Regions from separate parts of the Mus musculus genome. Here region 1 is linked to region 2. The links are chromatin contacts, called in public Hi-C maps. All regions are on one chromosome and are shown on one strand. The core of a region is the stretch at or near the end of the contact, and the rest is flanking DNA. Distances in the headings are between cores, read along the strand shown.

Evidence for each region. Hi-C and Micro-C count contacts between places; a contact is called where the count stands out from the background.
Region 1: a contact with region 2 is called in a Hi-C map of the N1E-115 cell line, with 5 times the contacts expected there. A contact is called at or near these places in 6 of 39 promoter capture datasets (the 3T3-L1 cell line, 3T3-L1-derived adipocytes, the HPC-7 cell line and 2 more), 9 of 484 Hi-C or Micro-C datasets (the C2C12 cell line, the N1E-115 cell line, bone marrow-derived dendritic cells and 5 more), 5 of 130 datasets of targeted methods (a beta-TC-6 cell line, differentiating embryonic stem cells, embryonic stem cells and 1 more) and 2 of 9 other capture datasets (adipose tissue and pancreatic islet).

What each region holds. Positions count from the first base shown.
Region 1 is chr19:38,174,428-38,177,991 of GRCm38.p6, reverse strand. It overlaps Pde6c (phosphodiesterase 6C, cGMP specific, cone, alpha prime), which reads right to left. Exons shown (of 22, transcript NM_033614.2): 16 at 2,257-2,357. Among named protein-coding and RNA genes, the nearest start is that of Gm52398, 12 kb to the right of the region's middle.
Region 2 is chr19:38,089,961-38,093,311 of GRCm38.p6, reverse strand. No RefSeq gene overlaps it. Among named protein-coding and RNA genes, the nearest start is that of Ffar4, 5.4 kb to the left of the region's middle.

The sequences.
Region 1 (3,564 bases), core at 927-3,426, 84 kb before region 2:
GCCTTTCATATTCTATGCTCCCACTCTGTCTCAGGCTGTCTGCCGAGCAGGGGCCAAGAGCCAGGATAGAGAGCAGGCAATTCTGACTCTCCCTGGCATAGAAAGGGCTGGAAGCAGAAAAAGCACAAACCACAGAGTGGGGGAGAACCCACAAACATTTGAGTACAGTAAAAACCAAAGGTTCAAACAAGAAAAAAGCAAAAGAGACACAGAGGCCGCGAGCTGTACCAGCGTAGCACACAGGCCCAACAGAAACACAGAAGCCGATATTCACGGATGGCTGATCTCATTGGCAATTAGGAAAATACAGATCTAAGCAAGAGGGTGTCACCTCATGCTCAATAGGTTAGCAAATGGAAATCCAAATGTGCCCCTCAGAGAATCTTGGCATACTGCTGGTAGGGTGTCAGTGGTGGAGCCTGACATATACAGGATATACAGCATATACAACACACATGCACACACCGCATACGCCCACTCCCAGGTATAGGAACTCACATATCGAGTGCACAAGGATCTGCAACGTAGCATCATGGGCAATCATGGAAATAAGATAGAATCTGAATTTATATATGTGGAGAAGTGGAAGGGAATTATCTAACAGTTGAGCACTGTACAACTGAAGCAAGTGACTTGAAACTCTATTATTATTATTATTATTATTTATTCATCTGTCTATGTGTGTGTGTGTGTGTAAGGATGGAAGGCAGGTGAGTGCACTTCTGTGTGTAAAAGCCAAGCTGGACATTAGATGTCTTTGCTTGATGGGTCACTACCCAGCCACCTTCTCTACCATCCCCTCTGCATGCTAGAGTTACCAGAGCTTCCTGACACACTCAGCTTTGTGTATGGATGCTAGGGAATCCAAACTCAGAACTTCATGCTTATATGGCATTTACTGAGCCTCTGGCCAGCCCTTTTATTAGCTCTTAATTGCATCGTTGTTTGGTTGCATCAGGGTCATATCTTGAATCTGACGCATTAGTGAAGGCCTTATAATCAATCCAGTTGTAGTGCCTCAACAGGAATATTTTAAACCACCTAGAAGACTCATCAACAAAGGCAAATCCTTACACAACGCTATGTGGGAAAAGCAAGTTGCAGAAATATATTTGCAAACACCCTGGTGTCATATGTGGGGAAAAAAATCGCACACACTCAACAGGACCGCAGAGGGACAGGATCAGAAAGGGTGAAACGTGTTGGTATCAGAGTCTCTCTTTGGAAGGTAAGAGAACTTTTCATGATGAAACGGGGATGGAGCGCCCAACTGCATCATGACTTTCATTTCTATCCTTAAAAATGAAACTCCCAAGCACATGAGACACGATGGGTTACACATGGGATAACACGATGGGTTATCACAGGGATGTGAGCCCTGGGTATCTGGAAACCATGCTATTCTAAGCACTTGTCACAGCTGAACTGTTCAATAGTTAGATTTTTAAAGGAGGATTCGCAAGGTAATTTTTGACTGTGCAAAAACATCACCTTTTATCTGGATCCGATAAATATACCACCTCTTTCTAATCAATATTCCCCCATGAAACCTTATATTTTATTGAGAAGAAACTGTGCATACACTTGGCACATCTGGTCTCCTTGGCCCTCTGCTGTGTAAAGCTCAAGTTTTGTGAATTTAGTTTTTGTGTTAGAATCATCAAGATTGTTCAGCCCAAAACTCTCACAATCAAATTTCTGAGCCTGAAATACCATATACCAGATTCTGGCACGGATTCTACCACTAAACAAATCCAATTAAACACTAGATTCTGAACCACTGTGAGTCACCAGGACGCAAAGCCTCCTGTGCAGTTTTGTGACATTATTTAAGCAGTGTGCTCTGTTTCCTTCTGTTTGAGCTCCTTTAGGTCATAGGTTATTTCACAGGAGAGGCTCGTGTTTTCAAAACTACATCTCCAAAATAGAGTAAGTTCACTGTCAGTCAACTATCTTGAGAAAAACTGGCATTCTAAAAAGAAAACAGATTTGTGAGCCTGTTCTAAAACATTTTATCTATGTGTGTGAATGACTACGGAGGCCAGATGGGGACATCATATCCCTCAAGCTGAAGTTACAGGACAGGCCACTGTGAGCCACCCAGCGTGGGTCCTAGTATCCAACCCTAGCCCTTTGCAAGAACATCAAATGCTCTTAAGTAATGAGCCATCTCTCCATGTCTTTTGACGTCAGTGCAGTTCATGGCAGGCAGGACACAGGGCCCAAGGACATCCTGACACCCAGTCTCGTACTTACTTGAAATAGAGTGCCAGGTCAGTTGCTATTATTGCAACCTCGAACAAATGGATCACCGTTTCAAACTGCCGCTTGTTTAGATTCTGGAAGATGTTTAAACTCTGTAAGATGAACAATCCACAATAAATTTAGCCACCAATTGGCTTTTGGTTCAACAAACAAACAAACAACAAACAAAACACACTTAATGAGATAATAGCCTGCCTTTCTACTTTTTTTGATGTCTGTTTTTTAAATAATTTCTTTATTTTTATTTTTATTTTTATGCGCATTAGTGTTTTGTGTGTACGTATGTCTGTGTAAAGGTGTTGGATGCCCTGGATCTAGAGTTACAGACAACTGTGAGCTACCATGTAGGTGCTGGGAATTGAAAGAGCAGCCAGTGCTTTTAACTGCTGAGCCATCTCTCCAGACTCTGACATCTGGTTCTTTGTTTTGTTGTTGTTATTTTTAATCTCATGATTTAAGTAAATTTCTCTATTCTTCTTTGAATAAGGTCATTGAAAAATCTAAAACTAGACTCAGTAACTCCATATATACATCTTTAGGATAAATAATGTGTTCTCTTTCAGGACCACGTGGAAATAAAACAATAGAATAAAAACATACTTTTATTCGTTGAGGCACTGTTGTAAAGGATTTCTGGGGATGTCCAATGGTTAGGCATGTGACACTGCTGGCCAACTAATTCTAGAGAAACCATGAAACCACTCACTTCTCAGAAACTGCCACCTACACTCATACTCATGTATGCCAGGAAAAAAATAATGAACCTCTCCCATGGTCCTTATACCATTTTCTTGCAATATTTTACAAAGAATTAGTAGATTTTTTTTTCTGGGCTTCTCATTGATAATCTCTTCATATATGAATCAGTTTCACTTTCTAGATTACTAGAATATATATAAAACTCAGAGTGGCTATTAAAAGCCATGGTATTCTGGGTGGACCATTTTAGTTATGCAGGACAGAGGCCCGACGTACAACGGTGTGGCCAAGTGAAGGCTATTGTGATAAAGCATGGGACTATGCTATGCCATTGGAAAGAGAGAGGCAACAGTCTGTAGGCCTGGATGGAGAGACAGGGGGAATATGCTGCAGAAAGGAGTACCAAACTGAATTCCATACTAATGAGTATTCCAGACCAAATGAGTATTTCTTACCCCCTACCAGCTTCTAAGTGCTTCATGAATATTCTTATTCATCTTCAGAAAACCTGGTATCTGAACCAATAAAACCTGTCCACACAGTGGGTGGTCTCAGCTTTTTATCCCACACTGCCTTTCAGCAAGAAGCCCAGGGCCAGGT
Region 2 (3,351 bases), core at 357-2,856:
TCTCTCTCTCCCCGCCCACCCCCCCACCCCCATCTGATCTGCCTGCCTACACTTCCACCCCTCTCCCTGTGCTATTCTCTGTGTGGAAAACCAGTCTCAAAGCCTTGTTCATCAAAGATTGCGTAGGTCCCTTGAAGAAAGCACAGTGACCACTGGAGAGTGTGGTACCTGGGGATGTAGCCCAGGTGGTAGAGTAGTTAGCCTGGCATGCAGGACACCCTGGGTACATAAACCTATATAGATATGTACCTCACGTCTATGTTCTCGGCATTTTGAGAGGTGGAGGCACAAGGGTCAGAAGATAAGGGTCATACAAGATGACTTAGTGAGGTCAAGGCCAGCCTGGGCTGTTTATGAGACCCAGTCTCAAAACACAAAAACAGAAGTAAACTCCCCTAATGGAGGAGGCAGGAGGAATATACCTTGGAGTGCAAGACCAGGGCCTGGGATCCTATCCTAAGAAGAAGGAGTATCAGAGGCAGAAGAGAAAGAGAAAATTTTTCAGAGGGCAGGCCACTCTACCTTCTGCTCCATGATAGATCCTGACTTTGCAAGGAGAAAGATGGGCACACTGCAGAGATGGAAGCTCCCAGGTGAAGAAAAGCACACACAGTGATGCTCCTGTGTGCCTCAGGCCTGTGCGTTTATACCTAACACCAAAGCAGTGGCTCTCCACCCGTGGGCTGCAACCCCTTTGGGGCTTGTCACATATCAGATATCCCGCATATCTGACTCATAACAGTAATAAAATTACAGTTAAGGAGTAGCAAGGAGATAATTTTATGATTGTGGGTCGCCACAACCTGAGGAACTGTCCCAAAGGGTGGCAGCACTAGGAAGGAAAGATATCCAGGTAGAAACTGAAACATGAAAAGGCTCAACTCAAAGTGATGAGCTACCTCTTTCTGAATTATTCACAGGTGAGAGGCCAGGGCAGGGGCACAGTGGCTGCTCTAAGCAAGCTCCAGGGGCAGCTAGCATACCAGCCCCTTTCCATAAGTTAGATACAGAGCCTGCTCTGAGAAGACCCGTTGGGAGGAGGCGCTGCTGCTTCAGCGTTGACACAGCCAAGGCTCCGGGTTGGCAGGCAGGGCTTACACCTGTACAAGCATAATCCTAGGTTGCTGTTTTCTGCAAGGTACAGTTCATACCCTGGATAGAGGTGGCTCGGCCTTCTCGCCGATGGGTTTTGTTCAAGCTCTCAAAATCTCAGTTCCATTCCGAGTCACACCTGTGTGTGTGTCCCACCAGGCTGACTTCACCCACCTGGGTATTTCTCCAGATTCATTGTTGTGGCCATCTTACTGAGGAGGAGGAGAAGAAATGAGAGCAAGGACCAAACCTTTAACAACCATGAGGACTAAGATGGGCCCTCACTGGATAGCTCTGCCTGACCCTTGTCACGGAGTCCTGGTGTGACTCAGCATCCCTGCCCGGGATATAAAGGGTTAGGACCAATCCAAAGAGGTTGTTGTTACTCTCAGGAGGCCCAAAAAGTCAATAAGGGGCAGCAGGGGAGGGGGGAGGCAGCCTCCACTGCTGAGGTGACTTTAGGGAGAGGGATTGGTGAGGAACAGGGCAGAAAGGCAAATAAAACAGTAACCATAGTAACAAGAATAGCATGCATGGCAATCACTCAGGTGTAATGACCCTGTGCCTGGCAGTCCTAAGCACTGCCCTATGTTAATTCATTCAGTGGTCACTAAAGTCTGAGAGTATGGTGCTTATAAACCACAGCTGCTCACTGAGAAAGGGAAGTGGACAGCCAAGCCCCACCCTGAACGAAGAAGCGATTTGCAACTGAGGCCTGCTGGAAATCTCTCATCCACATCTGAGTGTCACTGGGTATATAAGCCATACTATAGGGCAGGCCCAATGCCTAGGAGTAGTTGATAAAAATACAAGAAAGTCTGTGGGGTTTTTGTTTGGGTTTTTTTTTTTTTTAGTGCTTTTTGTTTAGTTTTAGTTTAATTTAGCATTTTTGTCATATTGGGTGTTGTTTATCGTTTGATTGTTAGGTGTTGGTTTTGCTTTGGTTTTGAGAAAGAGCATTAAGTTGGGTGGGTAGGATCTGGGAGGAGCTGGAGGAAGGAGAAGAATATAATATGATCAAGCTATATTGTATAAAAATTTTTAAATCTTCTTTTTTAAAATTAAAACAATAAGCAGAGCTACTGAAAGGAAAGGCTTGTTCTGAGACATGGCCACAGCAAGCTATTGCAAACTATGCCTTTCATGAAATGTGTGCATCATTACAGAGATAAAATTATTAACCATACAGGTTAAGGGAACTGGGCCTTTGAACAAGCGTGGGTGCATTGGAGGCATACATGGTCTATGAGACATGTGTGTGCAGGTGTCTCTGTCATGCTCCACCCAATTCCTTTCAGAGTCTCTCTGAACCAGGTTGCAAGCTGGCATCAGCCCCAGCAGTCCTCCTGTCTGTGCCCCACAGTGCTGAGGTTACAGGTACAGGCAACTGCACCTGAATTTTACATGGGTACCTGGGATTTGAACTCAGATCTTCGTGTTTACATAGCAGCTATTCTTACCCACTAAGCTATCTCTTCAGGCTATTTGTTTTGTAAGACTTCACTGTTCCTCCCTGGCTGGGCTTGAATGTATTATCCTCCTGTCTCAGTGTCTATCCTCCGCATACAGTGCTGGCATGACAAGCATTAGCTATGAGTAAACCATACCTAGGTTGCAATAGAAATACTGAAATTAAAAATCTGTAGTTGGGGAAAACAAAGTCTCTCACTTGTCCTCAAGCTCACCTCCGAGGGCAGGGACCACTCTGTGGCTACTTAGGACCACTGTGAAAGGAGTTCACGGGAAAAAAACTGAATTTGCCCGTCAACAATACCAAGATGGCTGGCCAGGAGGACAGATTCGGCTGCCATTGGACAGCCATGATGACTCCTGTCAGCGAAGTCCTGGGGTGGCTGATCTATCTCCACCTCATCTGGGGATAGGACCAATCTAAGGAGCCTTCAGATAATCAACATTGGACTGAATAAAACCTTGTAAGACGTCTCCGTTTCCAGCTAGGCCCAAGCACTTGGCTCTCAGAAATGGAGGCAACAAATACTTATTACTGGCTTAAGATCTCCGATTTGGGAAGTAATTTGTCTCACAGAAAGAACTGGTTCGTGCGAGCTGGTGGTTTTTACCGTTTGCCCTTTGCAGATGTGGAACTGAGGATTTGGGGGATAGCCTAAAGTCTTGGGGAGTATTTGAACAGAGGCAGCCTGGTTCCAAGGTCATATCAAGACTCAGAACTGTAAGACAGCAGCTTCTTTGGGGGAAAAAAGGCTTGGCTATTCCTGTAGCTGGGTGACTGCTGGGTGG